Regions from separate parts of the Mus musculus genome. Here all the other regions are linked to region 3. Evidence: chromatin contacts called from public Hi-C and Micro-C data. All regions are on one chromosome and are shown on one strand. Each heading gives the region's core, a stretch centred on a gene start, on an enhancer-like site or on the middle of the called end of the contact. The rest is flanking DNA. Distances are from core to core; before and after follow the strand shown.

Region 1 (4,172 bases), core at 1,360-3,859, 160 kb after region 3:
ACCAAGCCACTACCAACCAACCAATAACAACCTCCCCATGCCTCCCAGGGACCCTAGCATTTTATATCCATTGTAAAGTCCCAGAATTCCAAATGTGACACAATCCCAGAAACTATCCACGTCTGGAAAAAAATCACACTTCTCCTAGAACATGAGATAAAACATAGTCAGCTGCTGCAAAGCAGCATTTATTCCACAACTGGGACTAAGACAAAAACATATTTTTATAATATTTCTGTGTTTTTTAAAAGAAATCAAAATTCTCACTAGATATAGCTAAGCTGTATGCAAGTACTATAATACTGTATAAAAGGTGCTTGAGCACCTACAGACTTCCATATCTGAGGAGGTCATAGGATCACTTACCAGCAGATACTAAGAGATCGATATTCTTACATATTCCTATTGTTTATTTTGTTTTTATCAATAAATCACAATTTCTTACACTGTTCTGTACATACTGTTCTGTGATTTTTGTTTTAATAAAATGACTCCTGTGGCCTCAAGGGAGTACTGGATATTTGGATGACTTCGAAGTGTTCTTCAGTTTGTTATCTAAACTTAATTTCTTTCTGGTACATATTCAATTTTTGGTAAAAATCTGTTTTTCAGTGTAGAAAATACACATGTAGAGGAATAGGAGCTTGAATTATTTACTTTTATGTATATAAAGACACCGTCACTGTCTTCAGACACACCATAAGATGTCATCAGATCCCATTACAGAAGGTTGCAAGCCACTATGTGGTTGCTGGGAATTGAATTCAGGATCTCTGGAAGAGTAGTCAGTGCTCTTAACCACTGAGCCATCACTCTAGCCTCTATTATTTAGGAGCTATCTAGACTTTCACTTATTAGTGGATTCCTTTAAAATGTATTCTAATTTAAAGCAGGGCCATAAAAACAAGCAGAAATTGATGACAGTTTCATATTGCCCCCTTCACTTAATTGTTTTATTTTTGGGTTGACTGATGACTGATTTGCTATGAACTTATTCACTGGATAATAGTGATTTTTTTTCTATATTATTTTATGTCTTTAATAGATTAGCACTCCACTAACTTCTTTTAAATAGAAAGTAATGAAGCTCTAACGGACTCTCATTTATTCCTTCTTCCTAGTTGAGACTTGTTCTTAAGCACTGCTAAGGGTTGTTTTTACCACATAGGCATGGTCTCTCCTATACCAATGGAACCTTAGTATTACTGCAGTGGTTTGAGTGTGAAATGCCTCTATTGACCTGTGTTTGGGCAATTGGTCTCAGCTGGTGGTGCATTTTGGGAAGGTTTGGAACCTTTGCGAAGTAGAGACTTACTTCATGAGTGAGACACTGGGTAGGCTGAAGTTGCATAGCTTGTTCCCACTTCCTGTTCACTCTGCTTCCTGACTAAGGTGCAGTGTGACCAGCTGTCTCACTCCTGCTGGCCACACCTTCCTGCCATGATGACCTGAGTTCCCTAAAACTGCAAGCTAAAGGAAACCCTCTTTCCCTTAAGGTGGTCTCATCAGGTGTTATGTCACAGCCAGAAAAGTAACTGCCATATTGGATGCCAGCAGCACTCAGGAAGCATCTCTCCTCAGAGTCTTCCAGGCGGAATTCCAAACTTCTCTCCCCAACCTTTAAGCATTTTCTTTTTTTTCTTCACAGTACATGAGTTTCCCTGCCGCAGACTCTCTGGGCCCCTTTGTCTGCGTGGAACGGGTCTCTAGTCTCGGGTGGGCAAAGTGTTGGATGAATTAAAAGACAGACAGATGCACACAGGAGAGGTTGTGTAGTATCTGAATGTATTTTGTCAAATCGAGCATCAGACTTTTTATACAGAAGACAATAAGGAAGTTGGGTGACATACCAGCAAGGTACAAAGAGGTTACTAGATTCTTACATAAAACAGAGGAATACAAACACAGAAGGTTTAACAGGAACCACCTGGGATAGAATTCATTGTTAACAACTGGGATCAACAAGGGTTCCATCTAAGATTCACTTAATCTTAGAAGCCAGGGTCAAGGGCTTCGTGCCCTTGCCATAGTTCCTATTTTAGTCTATTGTATAGTCCACCTTCCCCTTAGGCCATTGTAAATGTGTGTCTATGGGTGTAACTCAGCTATAGTCTTAGAAGCCAGGTGTGAGGTCTTTACTTTCCTAGGGCAAGGGCTTTCATACCCAAGTCATGGTTCTAACTAGGGAGTTCCGTTCTAGCTAACCATCTCATGAATAATGCAATACTCTAAAACCACAGCCCGATCTACTTCCTAAACCATTGTAAATTCCTGTATATGGGAGCGACTTGGCTTTTATTCTAAATGATAGTGTAGTACCAGAGGGTATTCTGAATGTCACTGAATAGCAACATTCCTACTGAATTTCAAGCCCATGGTCTTGCTCAAGGACGTTCTAGGACTGTTGGAACACTGGCGGAAGGCTTTAGCTATGTCAGAATTCAATCTTAAAAGGCACTTATAATAGGATAATACTAAAAGAGAGCACGTGGAGCCATACACTAGACTAACACAGGAATGGAAAATTAATGTATAGGTTAGAGAGAACGCCAGACTCTAGGAGTGAGTTTCTGTGAAACTCTTTTGCCTCGTGAGTAGCTTTCAAGTCTCAGCCTGTCAAGCTGACTCGACCGGAGAGCTTGGCATTTCCCCTCCATATCCACACCTAACTACTCATCCAGACCCACACCCTTGCTAACTTCATGAAAAAAATCCCCCAATTTTACCATTTTCAAATTATCTTCTCCCTCTTTTCTTCACATTGTACCATAAGTAGAACATTCCATTCTGTTTATGATTAAATACTCCAGTATGCTGTGATCCAAGTCTACCCAGAAACCTCATCTTCACCTCACACCCCCAACAGAGAGAAGAGTACTACAGCTTCTCTGTGCCTTATGACTTTTCCTATCAACATACAAGTAAACTAAATCTTTCTTAGAAAGAAACAAACACGATGTATAAACAAGTCTTTCTGGACCTACTGCCCCTCTCCAAACCAGACTAGTATCTCTTGCTATGACCTTTATGTCCCAGCAGGCACCATTTGCAATCACCTTGCTCATAGATAGAACATTTTCCACCTGAGTCCCTCCTTGTAAGAACCTTCTCAGTTACCCACTTTGTCTCTTTCCCTTTATGGTGACTAGAAAAGACAAGATTCCCTGGAATGTATTAGGAAAGCAGCAGAGAGACTTGGAAAAAACGTTTCTAGCTTCAATTAGACTTACAATGTCTGTTGAGGCTCACCAGCTTTATAGAGCTGTGGGCTTTTTACTGTTCTTTGGAGAAAGAAGAACCGATTACAAACTTATTTCTTTGAGAGCTCATACTAAACTATGGTACGTTTTTGTAACCATTGCCAAGTTACTTTAAATTTGTGTTTTGGTTCAAGGGCAGACTATATATTGGTTAGGATGTATTCCCAGCTGATTTATCTCCAAAAAGGTTTGCCCAGGGTTTGCCAACTTCTGAACATCTTTCCTTGTGACAGCATTACATTACATATATATATATATATATATATATATATATATATATATATATATATACTCCACTGCTTCCTAAACGCTTATGCCCTTACCAAGGACTCATCCTGAGTTATATAGCCTTGTTAAGAAAACTTTCCCCAACAAATGGCTGGTTCCTCTGGCACTGCTCATACAGAAGGGAATACTCGTCTTGCTTCTTTCTACTTGGGAATCCCACCTGATATACATACAATCCTTAAGACTGATTAGTGTTGTCAATCAACAACAAGCTTTCTTTTCTTTGGTGAAAGGAGTTAAATGTCTCGAAGGCTGCTTCCACAGTCTACTCCAGGACCAAGCCCACAACACGCATGCCCAAGCAGTCACACCAAACCCACGAATACACATGCCCCAGCAGTTGCTTCCAGCTTCTTTTGTATTCCAGGCCAGAGGACCACTCAGGGAAACCCAGCAGACCAAGCTGATGAGCACTGGAGCTGCAGCAGGGCCAGTGGTCTGAGTGCCAGCGAAAATCACAGCAATCTTGGAAACCTCCACAGGCTTGGAAAAAAAGATCCAGGATGCATGGCAAACCAGCTACAGCAGCTGCATTGTTTCAGTGGAACAGCACCACATAGAGGAGGTGCCTAGCTGAGATTTTAGAGGCTTAGGCATAGAATTTTCATCTCATGCCCAGACTTG
Region 2 (4,342 bases), core at 261-2,760, 230 kb after region 3:
GGATGGATATGGTAGGAGCTTTGGAGGGGGGACTGGGAAAGGGGATAGCATTTGAAATGTAAGTAAAAAATATCCAATAAAAAAGAAAGGCAGGGAATGAAGCAACCCATAGGAACACATGAAAAAAGAAAAGAAAGTCTAGGTTGTCTCCACATCCAAGCTGTTGTGAATAGGGCTGCAATTGACATGGTTGAACATATGTCTCAGTAGTAGGAAGGAGAGTAGTAGGAAGGAGAGTTGTTTGAAAATGCTTGGCCCAGGAAGTGGCACCATTAGGAAGTGTGGCCTTCTTGGAGGAAGTGTGTTCTAGGCATGTGGAGCAGTCTGCACCTGGCTCCCTTTGAATCAAGATGTAGAACTTTTATCTCCTCTAGTGCCATGGCTTCCTGGACGATTGTAATGGATGGAACCTCAGAACCTGTAAGCCAGTGCCAGTTAAATGTTGTCCTTTATAAGAACTGCCTTGGTCATGGTGTTTCTTCATAGCAAGGAAACCCTAACTAAGACAGTGTTGGTGTGTATGCTCAAATTTGCTAAACGCATGAAACTCGAGAAGAACAAAGACCAAAGTGTGGACACTTTGCCCCTTCTTAGAATTGGGAACAAAACACCCATAGAAGGAGTTACAGAGACAAAATTTGGAGCTGTGACGAAAGGATGGACCATCTAGTGATTGCCATATCCAGGGATCTATCCCATAATCAGCTTCCAAACGCTGACACCATTGCATACACTAGCAAGATTTTGCTGAAAGGACCCTGATATAGCTGTCTCTTGTGAGACTATGCCGGGGCCTAGCAAACACAGAAGTGGATGCTCACAGTCAGCTATAAGATGGAACACAGGGCCCCAATGGAGGAGCTAGAGAAAGTACCCAAGGAGCTAAAGGGAACTGCAATCCTATAGGTGGAACAACAATATGAACTAACCAGTACCCCGGAGCTCTTGTCTCTAGCTGCATATGTATCAAAAGATGGCCTAGTCGGCCATCACTGGAAAGAGAGGCCCATTGGACTTGCAAACTTTATATGGCCCAGTACAGGGAACACCAGGGCCAAAAAGTGGGAGTGGATGGGTAGGGGATTGGGGGGGTGGGTATGGGGGACTTTTGGGATAGCATTGGAAATGTAAATGAGGAAGATACCTAATAAAAAATTAAAAAAAAAGAAGTATAGCTGGGTCACATGGTAGATAAATTTCTATGTTTGTTTATTTGTTTGTTTGTTTTTGTTCCCTACTCCCCATCCCTGCTTTTAGGAACTTATTTTCCTTCCAGGTTTTCCCCCTTTGCTCAGGTGTCTGCAGAGCAGCTCAGGACCATGCAGTAGTGACTTCAGTCCACTCAGTGGCATGCAATGTGGGAGCTGCTGAAGTCCTCAGTGGCTAGCTGGTCTCTCCATTCTTCAGTATGAAACTTCTGGATAGATACAGTAAGCATGTGTACACCATCAGACCAGTTGGCCCCCTCAGGCTGAGCAGCAGTGAACTCAGGAGCTGGCAAGTCCAAAAGCTTGGCAGCGGTCCTGAGGCAAAAAGTTTCACAGAAACTAGTTTCCTGGAAGTTCTTTGGCATCCTGTAACACAGATGTGTTTCAGATTTGTCCCTGGGAGTTTTGCGTGCTTTCCTTCAGTATTGTTTTTATTATAAGTGCCTCCAAGGAATGATTTGACAAATAGCTAAGTTAGATTGGCCTCCACCAGTGTTCCAATATCTTAGGCAATCGTTGAGCTGACTTTGGGCTTTGAATTTCGTAAGAATGTTACTTATTCAGACGAATTGCCTCCAGTGTTGACAGAGAGATAGTGAAAGAAATCGGGCATTGCAGTTTACTGGATAAGAGCTAGAAATCTCAGGGCTAGTTCCACAAAGTAAACTTAGAATTCTCAAATTAGAAAAAAGTTGGTGGGTTTCTCTGTTAAATGGAAGTTCTCTACAGATACTTAAAATAACAACTAAGTCACTCCCATTTAGAGGAGTTTACAATGGCCTAGGAAGAAGGTGGGTTATGGTCTAAGAAGGAACTAGAGTAAATACTTAGAATAACAGCTGAGTCACTCCCTTATACAGGAATTTACAATGGCCTAGGGAGAAGGTGGGTTATACAATAGACTAGAATTGGAACTATGGCAAGGGCATAAAGCCCTTGCCCCTGGCTTCTAAGAATAAACTGACCTTAGGTAGGGCTGATTTTTATCCCAGCTGTAAATAGTGATTTTTATCCCAGTTGTAAACACTGCCTGGTGCTTGGTTCCTGCTGAATTTTATGTATGCATTTCTCTGTTTTGTGTAAATAGTTATTTTGCATCCGGTAACCTTAATGTACCTTAGATGACCTTTAGTGTATCACCTAACTTCCTTGTTTTCTTCTGTAATATAAGTCTGATGCTCACTTTGAGAAATTACATTCAGATCCAACACTCTCTGGTGTTAGTGTCTGACATTTTTTTTTGGTCAACACCTTGCCCACCTGAGTACCAGAACCCTGATTCTCCCATGGGTTGAGGGACCGACTGAGTCCAGTCCATGGCACATTTGCCCTAGAATTCCTCCTTGGTCACCACCTTCTCAGCAGCAGCCTGCTCCTCCTTCTCAATCTCCTCTGGGTCTCTGTAGAAGTAAAGATCAGGCATGACCTCCCACAGGTGATCATGGGAGACACTGCCACACACGTGCAGTACTTCCCAGGCCAGCATCTGCCATGTCAGACCCACAGTGTGAGCTCCCTTGTTGTCGCATGGGATGGCAATGTTCAAGTAGCACAGAGGGAGAGTCTGTGTTACACAGAGCAATGGTGGGCAGGCTGACTTAAGATGCCACTGTGAGTGGCTGGTGGTCAGCCCTGGAATCAGTCACCACTAGAAGCTGTGATTCCCTGAAGGCTGCTTGGGTCTGCTTAGTGAAGGTCTCAGGCATGAAGCAGCTACCAATGGGAGCTCATCAGTGAACTTCAACACGGCTGGCTGGCCAGTGTTCCTGGAGGATTTGACGCTGACATCATCAGGGTTTTCAATGGCAACCATAGCTGGAGTTGCAAGCAACAGCCAGGATTCCCCAGGTCCTCTTCAGACTTATGATGTAGATACCATCTCTATTCCATTTGTAGATGTACTGCTCCTTCTGAAAGTCAAGGTTGGTGCCACCTGAGTCTGTTCCTGATGATGTTTGTTTGTTTTATTTTGAGGGGAGGTTGCAAGGGTGGAGGGTAGATATAGAGAGACGGGAGATGAGTGGGCTTTGGGGTGCATGATGTGAAACTCACAAAGAATCAATAGAAAGTGTTTAAAAAGAGAAAAAAGAAAAAATTTAATTACATTTTTGTCAATATGTACATGTGTATGTGCATGTGTGAGTGTATGTATGCATGTATGTACATGTGTGTTAGTGTATGTGTATACTTGTGTGTGTGTGCGAGTGTCTGAATGTGCATATGTGTGTATGCATGTGTGTGCATGGGTGTAACTATATGTGCAACTGTATATATGTGCATGAGCGTGTGTGCATGTGTGCATATTGTGTGCGTGCATTTTGTGTGTGTGTATTGTGTGAGTACATTGTGTGTATGCATGTGTGTGCATGTGTGTGTATATGCATCTGTGTATATGCATGTGTGTGTATATGCATGTGTGTGAGTGTGTATGTGTGCATCTGTGTGTATATGCATGTGTGTGAATGTGTACATGTGCACGTGTATGAGTATGCCTTCCATGGCATTTGTATGGCTAGACAACTTGCAAGACTCAGTACTCCCCCTCCACCATGTAGATCCTGGGGTACAAGTTCAGGTTGTCAGGTTTGGCGATGGTGTCTTTACCTGCTGAGCCATTTTGCCATTCTGTTATTTGCTTTTAATTCCTTGTTTTAATCAGATAAGAATTCAAGATACTATTTCAATTTTATTGTATTTGATAAGACTTTCATAAATCACATATCTGGTCCTTTCATGATGACTTATAGATTACATATGTTCTATTTGTAAATCCCTATTATTTTATCTTTGTCATTGTCTGAACATCCTAAAATTAATCTATCCTGTCTTCAGGCTGGGATAGTTTGCCTCCCACTTGATCCGTTCTACTGATAAGGGTTTTCACTGAGCTTTTGTTTGATAGTGTTCATTTCTAGAAACTTCAATTTAGATTTTCCTCAGTATTTGTATTTATTGAATTAATCTTTCATGTCCTATATTGACATCCCTATTTCATTCAGCTACTTATTTATTTTTTACTAATTAATTTTGGAATTTGTATCTTTTTTGTTTTATTGAATATTCATAACATCATTCTTCTGAATTCTTTGTCCAGAATCTCACCTAGTTCACTTTTATTGGAATCCATTAATATA
Region 3 (4,164 bases), core at 203-2,702:
GAAGCTCCTTTCTCGGTGATAACTCCAGGTGTGTCAAGTTGACACAAAACTAGCCAGTACAGGCAGGTATCGAGGAGTGCGCTGTGCGAGCACCCGCAGTGGAGTTTAGATCGAATGAACCTTCTAATGGCTTCAATCCCTGGCAGCTACTCCTGGGAACACAGTGCCGAGTGATCCGGTTATGTATGCTCAGTTTTAAAAGAAATTGCCAAGCTACTTTCCAGGTTGGGTATGCCATAGAGTCCCTCCAACAGTGTGTGCGGACTGGGCTTCTCCAAGTCATCAAAAAAGCAAAATAAACAAACAACAACAAACAAACAAGAAACTGCTTGCCCCTGTCACTTTGACTGTAGCTGCCCAGCAGGTGTGAAATCTGTTCTTCGTTGCTGTTGTTTGTTTGTTTGTTGCATGTCTACGGGCTAGTCTTTTTGATGTGTTCCTTGTCTTCTCTGCTACCCTATCTAAGAATTTGCCAGCAATATTTTAAAGCTCAGGAGATGGCAGATAAAACTCCCTGGGGATGGAAATGGGGTTTGTCTTGTTCATTAGCCACTTAATTCTAAGAACTCACTACTGAGTGGGAAGCAACACATTACCTCAGTGCTGCTGCTTTTTTAAAAAAGCTACAAACTCAATACCTCAAAACAGCACACATTTATTCTTTTAAAGTTCTTGACACCAGAGTTTGGAATTTCATTGGGTCCAAATCAGTCAGGGGAGACTCTGGGCACTGTAGAGGGAATCTGTTCTCTCCTGACTCTCTCCTTCTCTCCTCAGGTCCTCCTGCAAGATGGCTTGCCTTCTGTTCTGTAGTGAAATAAATATTCCTTTACCTCACTTCCCCTTTGGTGATATACCTGATTACATGTAGAATCTACCTAAATAATCGAGGGTAACACACTCTAGGTTTCTTTTGCCATTTAAAGAAACTTCCTGGGATTAGGCCGTGAATATCTCTGGGGTATTTCAGCTGACTACCCCAGAGATAGGTCAGCAATCTGTCTGCATGAGGAGGCCTCTGAGGTTTAGGTTTGGAGTTGGTTGGTTCGGACAACGGTTCCTGTTGAGGGGTCTTCTGGAGGCTCAGGTAGGTCCTAGAGGCATGCTGATTTGGGCTCCATAGCCCTTACGGCTCCTCTCACTCTTTTTCCTAGAAACAAGAGGAGCGGACAGCACTTGGGCAGCCACCGGGTGGTGGAGGGGCCTCTGATGGTGCCCAACATCCTGGCCCTAGTCTTCTACCACCCACGCTTACTACACAGCAACCCCTTTCCCATCCCCATCTCCTTACCCTTACCCTTACACTTGCCGCCCCTTGGGAGTCGGCCACGCTGCAATCTCTCAGGTGGCCAGCAGGGGTCAGCATCCCCGCGCAGAGGGTCTCGAGGCTGCGATGGGTGGAGCAGGGCTCGGTGGTGTCCTCCTGCCACCTCTGGTACAGGTCCTGAGTACAGCCAATGTGTCTCCACTGCTTACCCGCTCTCTTCTCTTCGCTTTCCACCTACGAGAAGGCGGCTCCCTCGGGGTCAGCTTGGAGGAAGCTAGCCTCCACAGAAGAGCCGGGAAGGAGGACCAGAGGCACCGGAAGCCCAGAGGCCTTCCTGAGAGCAGGAAGCTGTTAGATTTAGAATGAATTTTCTCCCAAGTGTCTCAGATTGTTGGCCAAAGTTACTCTGATTCTAACGTCCCGTGGTTCCTCGTCCAGCTGGTGGGTTTGGGTGGAGCCTGGTGGAATGCTTGGGCCAGTGCCTCGGGTCTGCAGTAAGAGAGCCTGGCAAAGCCAGGCATTAAAACCTCAGCCCAATTACGTTCTTTTCCACTTGTGTCCTTCCTAATTAAAGGAGGCCCTCTTGATGCCAGCATGGAATGCTGCAGACAAGGAGAAACTAAATTCTGGTCTCGAACTCAACAGCCTGTCTTTAAAGCAGATTCATTATTCACGATGAATAAAAAGTAGCTATAAACACTTGTGTATGGTGGTATGGATATACATTTCCGTAGTTGGGAATGTCATGTGTTTTTCTTGCTTGTAGAATTTCTGATTGAAAATCTTTAAGATAGTTGGAAAACAACACAGGTATCGTGGACTGAGTGGTTGTTTTGTATCAGGCAGAATATGTGTCTGAAAGGGGCGGGAGGGTCTTCCGGTCCACCCTGACTTTGGGAAGCTGCAGCATACTAGCTCTGTAGGGCATTCGGTGCTGCAGCAAAGACAGCCCTGAGAGAGACCCTTGGTGGATGGCCCTTTACTGTATGCCTGAAATCTGCATCAGCTTGGTCTAGGAGGCTTGTCTCTTTGGAATTTCTTTGTGGTGACATGGTCAAATCAAAGACATGCAGAGCCAGGCCCCGTCTTAGCTGTCCTGGGTTGCATCTAACTGAGTCCCCCATTTCCCTGACCATGTTTCCTGACTACCTCAGTCTATGGAATGTTGACTTTGTTCTTCAGCTCATTTTCTTCACCTTTACAAGAGATGTTTGTAACAGAGTAAAGCGGGGCTAACTAACACTTTCTAGTACCTCAAACAATTGCCACACTGCCAGATATACTTGTTTCACAGGATCATCTGCAATGCTAAATTTCCTTTTTATGTCATCCGTGGAAGCTCCTAACCAAAGGGGGATGGAGAATACTCACGAGTCTGAGTGATGTTGCATGTCATTGTGTGGTCTCACTATAAGCACTTCTGAGGGCTAAGCTTTCTCAGGTCCTGATGAAATAGCTCTCTAAGACAAACAAAGCAACAAAACAACTCATAGAGCCAAAATACTAACAATCAGCAACAACAGGCTCGATATTGTTAAGGTAAGTTACTGAATGCTGACATTCACAACAGAACATAGACAAGTATCTGTAATTAACCAGGTCAAAAAAAAAAAAAAAAAAAAAAAACCTGTTTACTTTCGCCTCAGGAAAGACTTTATTTATTTATTTATTTGTTTGTTTATTTGTTTATTTATTTATGTGCACCAGGCTAGGAATAGCATTTACTGCCCTGGAATGTTCTCATTCAATTCTCATGACACACGCGTGTAGAAATGATTGGTGTATACATATTATACGTGATGAGCAGATGAGCTTCTTCCCCCCCCCCCCCCCCCCCCCGAGACAGGGTTTCTCTGTGTAGCCCTAGCTGTCCTGGAACTCACTTTGTAGACCAGGCTGGCCTCGAACTCAGAAACCTGCCTGCCTCTGCCTCCCGAGTGCTGGGATTAAAGGCATGGCCACCACTGCCTGGTTCAGATGAGCTTTTGTTTTCTTTGCTTGCTATAATTGAGATGAGCTATTGATAGGGAGTCCACGCACAGCCACCAGTGAGGGTGGCTGCTGAGTTTTGGTCTCTCAGTCATCCAGCTTCTTGGTTCTTTCTGTCGCAGTGTTTCCACATTTTGTCCAAATGTTTGAGAGTCATCCATCACCTTTATCCACTAACCCTCTCTCTTTCTATAATACTAAAGAGTTCACCATTATGTTTCCTTTCCTGGAGGATCCTGGGCTTCTCACCTGAACAGGGGACGGCACTGTATCTTCTTTTATTTTTATTCACCTTGCTTCTAAAACGTTGCTTGGAGTCCATCAGATGGTCCAGTGACAGGTACTGTGGACCTGAAGGTTGCCATTCCACAGTGCTATCCTGAGGTCAAGTCCTGTTAGTGTGGGCTGCTGCTGATCCACTTCAGGACCAATGGTTCTAAGTAGCACCATTAGCATCAAAGCCTGAGGCCCTATGACTTCTCCCTAGTAGAAAAGCCTGTCACGCGGGTGTAGAATAGATCTCTCCTGCACTCCTGTTCTTCTATGTATCAAGGTCCCTCATTAGCACTCTCTTTGGTGAGATATACGAATCCCTCTAGGGACTCTTTCTTAAGTCACACTTCCTTAATGACTACCAACTGTGCGCACAATTATTGTGGTATTGTCTATCTTTCTGGAAAAATTTTCTCCCCTGATCACCAAATAATAGTCTCATTATATTTGCTATATAATAGAAGATTCTCACTCAATTTGAAGATTAGGGAAAAAGTGGAATCAGTAAGAATTCCTAACTGCAGTAAGAATTGTTACTACTTATGCTTCATCTTTGGTGTGCCTTTAGAAATCATCCAATACCAATCTGTGAATAATTTAATATTGCTGGAAAATAATATTGTGGTGTGTTGTTT

Evidence for each region. A called contact is a pair of places that touch in the nucleus more often than the background predicts.
Region 1: a Micro-C map of trophoblast stem cells shows a contact between it and region 3, with 4 times the contacts expected there. The contact joins two enhancer-like sites. A contact is called at or near these places in 1 of 39 promoter capture datasets (embryonic stem cells), 1 of 15 datasets of contacts at CTCF or cohesin (embryonic stem cells), 22 of 484 Hi-C or Micro-C datasets (the AML12 cell line, the AtT-20 cell line, the HL-1 cell line and 7 more), 15 of 115 datasets of contacts at active chromatin or transcription factors (astrocytes, embryonic stem cells, neural progenitor cells and 1 more) and 1 of 9 other capture datasets (embryonic stem cells).
Region 2: a contact with region 3 is called in a Hi-C map of liver, with 1.9 times the contacts expected there. The contact joins two enhancer-like sites. A contact is called at or near these places in 3 of 484 Hi-C or Micro-C datasets (the HL-1 cell line, liver and stem cell-derived primordial germ cell-like cells) and 4 of 115 datasets of contacts at active chromatin or transcription factors (embryonic stem cells and epiblast stem cells).

Annotation. Positions count from the first base shown.
Region 1 is chr11:22,459,353-22,463,524 of GRCm38.p6, reverse strand. No RefSeq gene overlaps it. Among named protein-coding and RNA genes, the nearest start is that of Gm39609, 18 kb to the right of the region's middle. Within about 2 kb of position 2,609, at least 29 of the 459 cell types and tissues checked have an H3K27ac peak or open chromatin away from gene starts, as enhancers often do. A contact at or near this core is called in astrocytes and trophoblast stem cells, where this site is marked.
Region 2 is chr11:22,385,104-22,389,445 of GRCm38.p6, reverse strand. It overlaps the pseudogene Rpsa-ps3. Among named protein-coding and RNA genes, the nearest start is that of Gm39609, 56 kb to the left of the region's middle. Within about 2 kb of position 1,510, at least 13 of the 459 cell types and tissues checked have an H3K27ac peak or open chromatin away from gene starts, as enhancers often do. A contact at or near this core is called in liver, where this site is marked.
Region 3 is chr11:22,614,964-22,619,127 of GRCm38.p6, reverse strand. It overlaps Gm12052 (predicted gene 12052), which reads right to left. Exons shown (of 5, transcript NR_166746.1): 3 at 2,639-2,727; 4 at 1,298-1,771; 5 at 636-807. Among named protein-coding and RNA genes, the nearest start is that of Gm12052, 5.3 kb to the right of the region's middle. Within about 2 kb of position 1,452, at least 136 of the 459 cell types and tissues checked have an H3K27ac peak or open chromatin away from gene starts, as enhancers often do. A contact at or near this core is called in astrocytes, liver and trophoblast stem cells, where this site is marked.